2 separate regions of the Canis lupus genome follow, and region 2 is linked to region 1. Evidence: chromatin contacts called from public Hi-C data. All regions are on one chromosome and are shown on one strand. The core of a region is the stretch at or near the end of the contact, and the rest is flanking DNA. Distances in the headings are between cores, read along the strand shown. Region 1 holds the start of DENR (density-regulated protein). Region 2 holds the start of KNTC1 (kinetochore-associated protein 1).

Region 1 (3,563 bases), core at 955-3,454:
GCTTAACAGAGGTGGTTGAGGCAATTCAGAGATTAGCAGCAACAAGAAGCCAACAATCACCGCTGCCAGGCTATAGACTAGATCCAGGAGCGGGTATGTTACAGGTGCCCAGGTTCTAGGATTCCCTAACAATATAGACGGAAAACCAGTTATGTCAGAGATGCTACTCACAAGGGTGGAGTGGATGGCTAGGGAGGTGGCTGTTCCTATTGCTGCCTCCTGTTGGCTAAACCTAGCTGGAAGCTCAGGAACAAGAAAGCCTGGGGATGTGGTCTCTGGGGGTCCAGCACCCCCTTCTTTACGAAGCAGAGCAAGAAAGGGGTGAGGAATGGAACTGAAGACATTGGGTCTACTACACAGGACTGGCCACTTACACATATTTCATCGCATTTAAGATGCCATTGATTATGAGATGCCATTATTTTATGCATCACTAAGAAAGAAAAAAGCTGCCAAATTAAACTATGACAAATGCTAAAATTTCATCCCTTGCAATGCATCTTGGTATGGGATATTAAAATGTGAAAAAATGTGCATCTTAAGACCCATAAAATATACTATTAGCTTATGATCTTAGTCACATGTCAACTTAATTCATTTCTACCTTTGAGCTATGATTTTACCATCTGGAAATTGAAGACAATACCTACCTCATAGGGTTATCTTTTTAAAAAAGATTTTATTTAATCATGAGAGACACACACACAGAGAGGCAGAGACATAGGCAGAGGGAGAAGCAGGCTCCTTGCAGGGAGCCCGATGCGGGACTTGATGCCAGGACCACAGGATCAAGACCTGAGCCAAAGGCAGATGCTCAACCAATGAGCCACCCAGTTGCTCCCTTATCGGGTTACTGTAAGGACTGAATCAGCTATCACTTTTAAGACTGCTAAATTTAGCAAGAGTAGGCACTTTGTCTCTTGTTCACTGCATCCCCAGTGCTTATGTGGGACAGTGCTGCATGATAGGAACTCAAGAAAATTTTGTGGATGGGACGCCTGGATGGCTCAGCAGTTAAGCTCTGCCTTTGGCTCAGGGCGTGATCCTGGAGTTCAGGAATGGAGTCCCACATCAGGCTTCCTGAGGGGAGCATGCTTCTCCCTCTCCCTTTGCCTGTGTCTTTCATAAATAAAATCTTAAAAAAAGAAAATTTTGTGGAATGAATCCACCTGGACTCTATACCCGAATGAGCAGGTTTTTGATACATAATGGCAGGTGGGTGTCAATAAGTGGAAGTTATTATTGGAATCGAAAGCTATTATTATTGGAATCAACCATGTTTGGGAACAAGATCTTCTTTCACTAGTTACACAGAATTGACTCTTCTGCAAGGAGGTTAGGGTGGAGACTCCTCTTTTATTTAAGAAAGATGTCAGGGTGGAGGCAGCAGTCACCGGCGAAAAAGATTATGCCAGATGGTTTTGTGCACGCATAAAGTAAACCGTGAGCAGAAAATGTAAGGATGGTGGTGGCGCAAATGAAGTCGGCCGGGAAGAAGGGGGATGAGGTGAAGGACAAAGCAACCTCCACCGGCTACCAAGCACTCCTTGGTCATCCTTTTCCTAACCCTCAGAGGTTTGCAAGCACTGTAGTGTTGTTCCCATTTCACCAACGCGACTGGGAGGGACTCGGGCGGAGCACGGTTAGGAAAGGATTTTCCCAGAAGGAAACAACTAGACGGAAGCAAAGCTAGGACGGCCCGCGTGTGCTAGTGTCCGTCCGCCTGAGACCTGAGGGACTGATCGCAAAGACGAGGATGGTGAGGGCAGCAGCTGTTAGGGGGGTGTGAGATTACGGGGCGACTGGAACAATCTAAATAGCGTTCATATGATCTTTCCAAGAATAATTCAGTCACTGCAGGGAAAGGTGTTGAAATGAAACCAAACGCCTTTTCCAGGTGCCATCTCCCCGCGGAGCAGTGACTTATGCAACAGGCTGGAGGTTAGTCAGAACTCCAGGATGCGCCCCAGACTAGGGGCAACATTCCCCAGCTCCACAACAGGGAGTCACCGATGATTTCAGCGCACACCTCCTCTTTCCTCTCCGCGTCGGCTTCCGCCCCGCGCGCCGCCAGCCAGCCGACCCGCCAACCTCTCCCCCGAGTAACGAGCACCGCCTACTGGCTGTCAGCCGCTCGGAGGTTTGGCTCCGCCCCCGAGCACAATGCGCATGCTCCCCAGTGCCCCTCCGCCTCCGCCTTCAGGCTTCTCGCGACAGCCTCCCAGCGGCGACCTGAATCTCGCGATAAAGGCTTATTGTCTCGCGGGACCGCGGCTTGCCGACGGGCTTTCTGGCGGCCCTGGCCGGGGAAGAGGAATTGCATGTGTTGCTTCAGCTGGCGGTAGTGGCGGGAGCGGAGGCGGCGGGGGTTGTGCGACCGCCTGGGTAACGACCCCTCGAGCCTCTCCCTCTTCCGAAGAGCTCGTAGAGAGCGTGGGGGGAAGCCGAGGTGCTGTCCGGCGGAAGGGGGCCGGGCCGGGCGTCTCCACACCCCCGCCCACATGGGCCCCTGTGGTGTCCCTGGGATTGCCCCTTCGCCTCGGATCGCCCCCTAACTCCTGGCCGCCCATGTCGCCCCAGTGCTCTTACATTCTGCCCCTTGCCGATTCTTCCGCCCCCATTTTCTGTCTTCAGATTCTGGTCTCCCCGCCCCCTCCCACTCCCATCGCTTCCCGGATTCCTGTGTCCCTCGCTTGGCGTTTAGCTGCGCCCACACCCTGTACTCTGGGCACCTCTGGTCACTCATCCCTTCTTCGTAGGCTCTTTTAGCCTTTTATTTTATGTGGCCTTTATTGCAGTTTGCATCCCTCCCATTTCATCCCCAGACCTTTTGCCCCCTCACTACGGATCATCCTCCCCATCCTATTATCCCATTGCGTCCTCTTTCCACTAGAGCCCCCACCCCCCGACCCATTCTTCACAGTGCTTTTTCTCCCGTCACTTGCTTCCCTGTAGACCTGTGGAGCTGGTTGGTGGTGCGCCCAGAATTGGTCACATTTTATGGATCCTAATGCAGCTTGTATCCTTCACTTAAGAACAGAATGGAAACATTTAGGGTTGAGGTATTTCCAGTGGGCGGAAGTGAGGCTACCTCTGAACACTGCTTCTTTGAGGTCTTGGTCCAAAATAGTGAAAATGTGTTATTTTCCTTGTTTACAGGTTTGTGAGATGGCTGCTGATATTTCTGAGTCCGGTGGGCATGATTGCAAAGGAGACTCGAAGGGCAATACCAAGTTAGATGCAGACTACCCACTTCGAGTCCTTTACTGTGGAGGCAAGTGTTACAAAGCAGAAAATGGCTTTTGGTCACTTTGTTTTTATGCATTATGATTGTATATCACATTTGATCCTATTAATCCTTTTCTCATCTGTGCTGTTTGTGAAACCCTTAATTGGAGCCGCAAGGTTGGGGGTGGGGCACTGGTGAAGAGGAGGCATGGGTTTACAGATTTTCCCAACCTGTAATGACTTGTGTCTTGCTACTTGGCCTGGAAAAGCTTGCAGTCCAGTTGGAAGAGAGGCATGCAAATAGATTATTTCAACCTAATGTTACTTGCTGGTCT
Region 2 (3,560 bases), core at 729-3,228, 150 kb before region 1:
CCTGTAAAATATACAATAGAAAAACAAAAATCACCCTACCATTATAGATTCCGAATGATAGGTGGCCACTTTGCCTACACAAAACTTTTATTTCCACGATGCTATTTTATAGTACCCTAATTAAAAATATCCAAAAAATAAAATCAATTGAAGAAAATTTATCTGATGGGACGCCTGGGTGGCTCAGCAGTTGAGTGCCTCCCTTGGCTGGAGAATGATCCTGGAGTCCCGGAATCGAGTCCCACATCAGGCTCTCTGCATGGAGCCTGCTTCTCCCTGTGCTCGTGTCTCTGCCTCTCTCTCTCATGAATAAATAAATAAAATCTTAAAAAAAAAATTTCTCTGAAAATTTCTAAGCTTTACTTCGAATTATCAGGGATGTACATAGTAAATCTTAAATCTAACTGCAAAACTGTCCTCTATTTTAGCACTTGTTTTAGAAGGCCACTACCATTACCTTAACATTTATAATTTGTTTAAATCTGTAATAATGCTCACGACAGCACACAAATCTTTTTTCCAGTGCGAAGAAGGTACCTTGGATTTAATAGTAGGCCACTTCTCCAGGGGACTGTCTTTTTATTGAAGGAGGTACTGCAGGACCAAATGTTTGTTTGAACTGACTTCATTTTTTAAAACATTTGAGCCCAAGTAAAACACCACCATTTTTAAAATACATTAAGAGGCCTAAAACACCACTTAAACCATGGAAAACACTACTTCGATTAGTTGCACAAACACCAAACAGCCCAGCTGTTTGAAACCGTAACAAAAATCGGTTAATTCAATTAGGTACTGGGGGAGGGGAGTGCAGAAACCATCTCGATTCCAGATAACCCCAATGTTTAGGGGATTATCGGTACAAATTTTTCGGTACGTTTACAGTCCTACTTAGTTTTTAAAATGAATAAATAGAACTTCCTAGTCAGTGGAAAGGAACACAAAATGCTTGCGTTTTCCTTTTAACACGGGAAGAAAAATGAAGTAATCACAATAACGCGCGCGACCCACCAGAATTGGGCATCTTACACCCAAAGCATGCTTTTTTAAAAACTGTAGTTCTTATTTAAAATTAAATGGGTCAAGAAAGGGTGCTTAAATCTAAAGAAACGCCAATATTAAGGCTTTATTATGCTTCTCAAAGATTTCAAAATGATTACATCACGAGCCGCTTCGGAAACGGAACAATCAGAATTCGTAGTTCCAAAGGCTCCTCGTAATTAAGTAGAATTTTTTTGCTCCCTTTGAGCAACACCTTCCTCAGCTCCATACTAAGAAATAAACTAAGGTTTTCAGAGACAAAACAATAATAATAAGGGAAAAAACAAAACGTTACAAGTCGATTCTCTTCTCCCATTTTACCCCCTTGCAGACAACGCCTTTCTGACCCAATACTTTTCAAAGACCCCCCCCCCAGCCCTTTTCTCTTTTCCCCAGTCCTTCAACACGAACAAATAAATTCCCAAGCCCTAATGAAACTCAGTATAAAAACGACCAACAAAAGTAAGCTAAACTGGAGGCCGCTCTGTGGGTCGAACAGAATAGAGAACTAGGAAAAGAGAGGAAGAAAGTTCTGGAAGAAAAAAAAAAAAAAAAGACACTCCCTGCGGCTCCCCACCCCCACCAACACCGCCTCATTTCCCCCTCCTTACAGTAGGCAGCCATGATGGCGGGCGCAAAAGAAGGCCGCGACGCCATTTTGTCCACACACACGCGCGGACAACAGCTCTGGGAACAGTTCACCCAGTCTTTGGAGGGTATCAAGAAAATATCCCTGGCTTTAAACTCAAGAATTGGCACCTACCGCCATAGTCCAGAGTCTTGGCCGCTAGGGCGGCGCCTCCACTTGCCGCTCTCAACAGTACCGGCCGCCCAGACGCTTCGCCACAGACTAAATCGCTCGCGCGAGAGACCCGGATGGCACAAAGGGGCTGAGGCCCGGCGCGTCGCGCAGCTTGCTGGGAAAAAAAAAGTGTCGATAAGAGTCTCTATAGCAACGCGATTCGAGGAGCTGATTGGTTGTTATTTTGAAGAGGGCGTGTAAGGCCAGGAGTGGGGCGGGGCCAAGAATACACCCTAGAATGTGCAGCCTGTAAATCGGAACGGGTGGAATTTAGGGTGGGTCAACGTCCTCTTTCGATTCTAAAGCAGTTTTGGCCCCTTCCGGCCGCTGTAAAAGGGGTTGGGCCTAGTGTTCTCCCGCCAATTTAAATCCGTGGGCTCTAGACCCTGAAGATATTAGGGACAGTTGTGGGCGGCGGGAAGAGGAGTGGTTTATTTGAGTGTTCTGCTTTAGGTTCTTCTGTTGCAGGTGAGGAGGGGGAAATGCGCTGCTGTAGAGATGCGGGGGGTGGGTTCAGGTCGAAGTAACAGCGACCTCAGCTAAGTTTGGGGGTTTTCTCATCAAGACCGCTGGCGGGAGAGGGTTTGAAGTCGGTTCTTGCTGGTCGGTTGTCCAGCTGGGGAAGTTTGTGCTTGGGGGCCTGACACTCATTTCGCTTAATTCGCTAATCGGTTCTTCACCCAGCAACTCGACTGATTTCAAATCGTTAACCAAATCAGGTCACTCGTGTGCTTAGTGTCTTTCCCCTGTAGCAGCGACCATAAAAACCCAACCTTGAAGTCGACCATTCGTTTAGCTTCTTCATTATTTCCATTTTTGCTGAGGCCCGGCAGCCGTCCCAAACTCGTTACAGCCTCTGAGCCTTTGCACTCGGCTTGCATCTCTGTTCTCCGCGAACAGCTCTTGGAATCTTTCCTTTCCCTACCAGGTACTTCTCATGCGACCCCCCCCCGCCCCCCAAACTGAGCATCGTTTCGTTCAAAACCTTTGGTACTGTTTGTAATTATGCACTTATATAACAGTTAATAGGCGTGAATTTGAATCTTCTCTAACTATTGACTCGCTTTAGGTGACCTTGGCTATTTTTTTTTTTTAAGACTTTTGTTTATTCATGAGAGGGAGAGAGGCAGAGAGAGAAGCAGGCGCCATACAGGGAGCCCAACGCGGGACTCGATCCTGGGACTCCAGGATCACACCCCGGGCCGAAGGCAGGCGCTAAACCGCTGAGCCACCCAGGGATCCCCTACCTTGGCTATTTATTTCATACCTGGCTTGTGTCTCTCTGCTTTAAGATGGATTGTTGTGCCGATTAAATTAGTAAAGCACTGAAAATTATCTTGCATATTCAATACATATTAACTAATTTAAAAAAAATTATTCATGAGAGGGGCAGAGACCTAGGCAGAGGGAGAAACAGGCTCCCTGTGGGGAGCCTGATACGTACTGGATCCCAGGCCCCCAGGGTCACGACCTGAGCCAAAGGCAGACACTCAACTACTGAGCACCCAGGTGCCTCACATGTTAACTATTTTATTTGACCTTCCTAAACGAATATAAACTTCATAATGGTAAAGGCCTTTTCTGTCTTCTGGGCTGTATTCCTACTCCTAGAAAGAACAGTGCCTGGCACAAAGTAGACATCAATAAACATTTGTTGAACAACTGACTGTGACAGTACTTGAAGGTTGATAATATTTCTCTGTTGTTTTCAGATGTG

Evidence for each region. Hi-C and Micro-C count contacts between places; a contact is called where the count stands out from the background.
Region 2: a contact with region 1 is called in a Hi-C map of blood, with 4 times the contacts expected there. The contact joins the promoter of KNTC1 here to the promoter of DENR in region 1. A contact is called at or near these places in 3 of 9 Hi-C or Micro-C datasets (amygdala, blood and liver).

Annotation. Positions count from the first base shown.
Region 1 is chr26:6,942,502-6,946,064 of UU_Cfam_GSD_1.0, reverse strand. DENR (density-regulated protein) reads left to right here and starts at 2,204. Exons shown (of 8, transcript XM_038574903.1): 1 at 2,204-2,341; 2 at 3,160-3,274. The coding sequence starts at 3,169.
Region 2 is chr26:7,096,161-7,099,720 of UU_Cfam_GSD_1.0, reverse strand. KNTC1 (kinetochore-associated protein 1) reads left to right here and starts at 1,978. Exons shown (of 64, transcript XM_038574908.1): 1 at 1,978-2,118. It overlaps RSRC2 (arginine/serine-rich coiled-coil protein 2), which reads right to left and starts at 1,962. Exons shown (of 10, transcript XM_038574914.1): 1 at 1,805-1,962.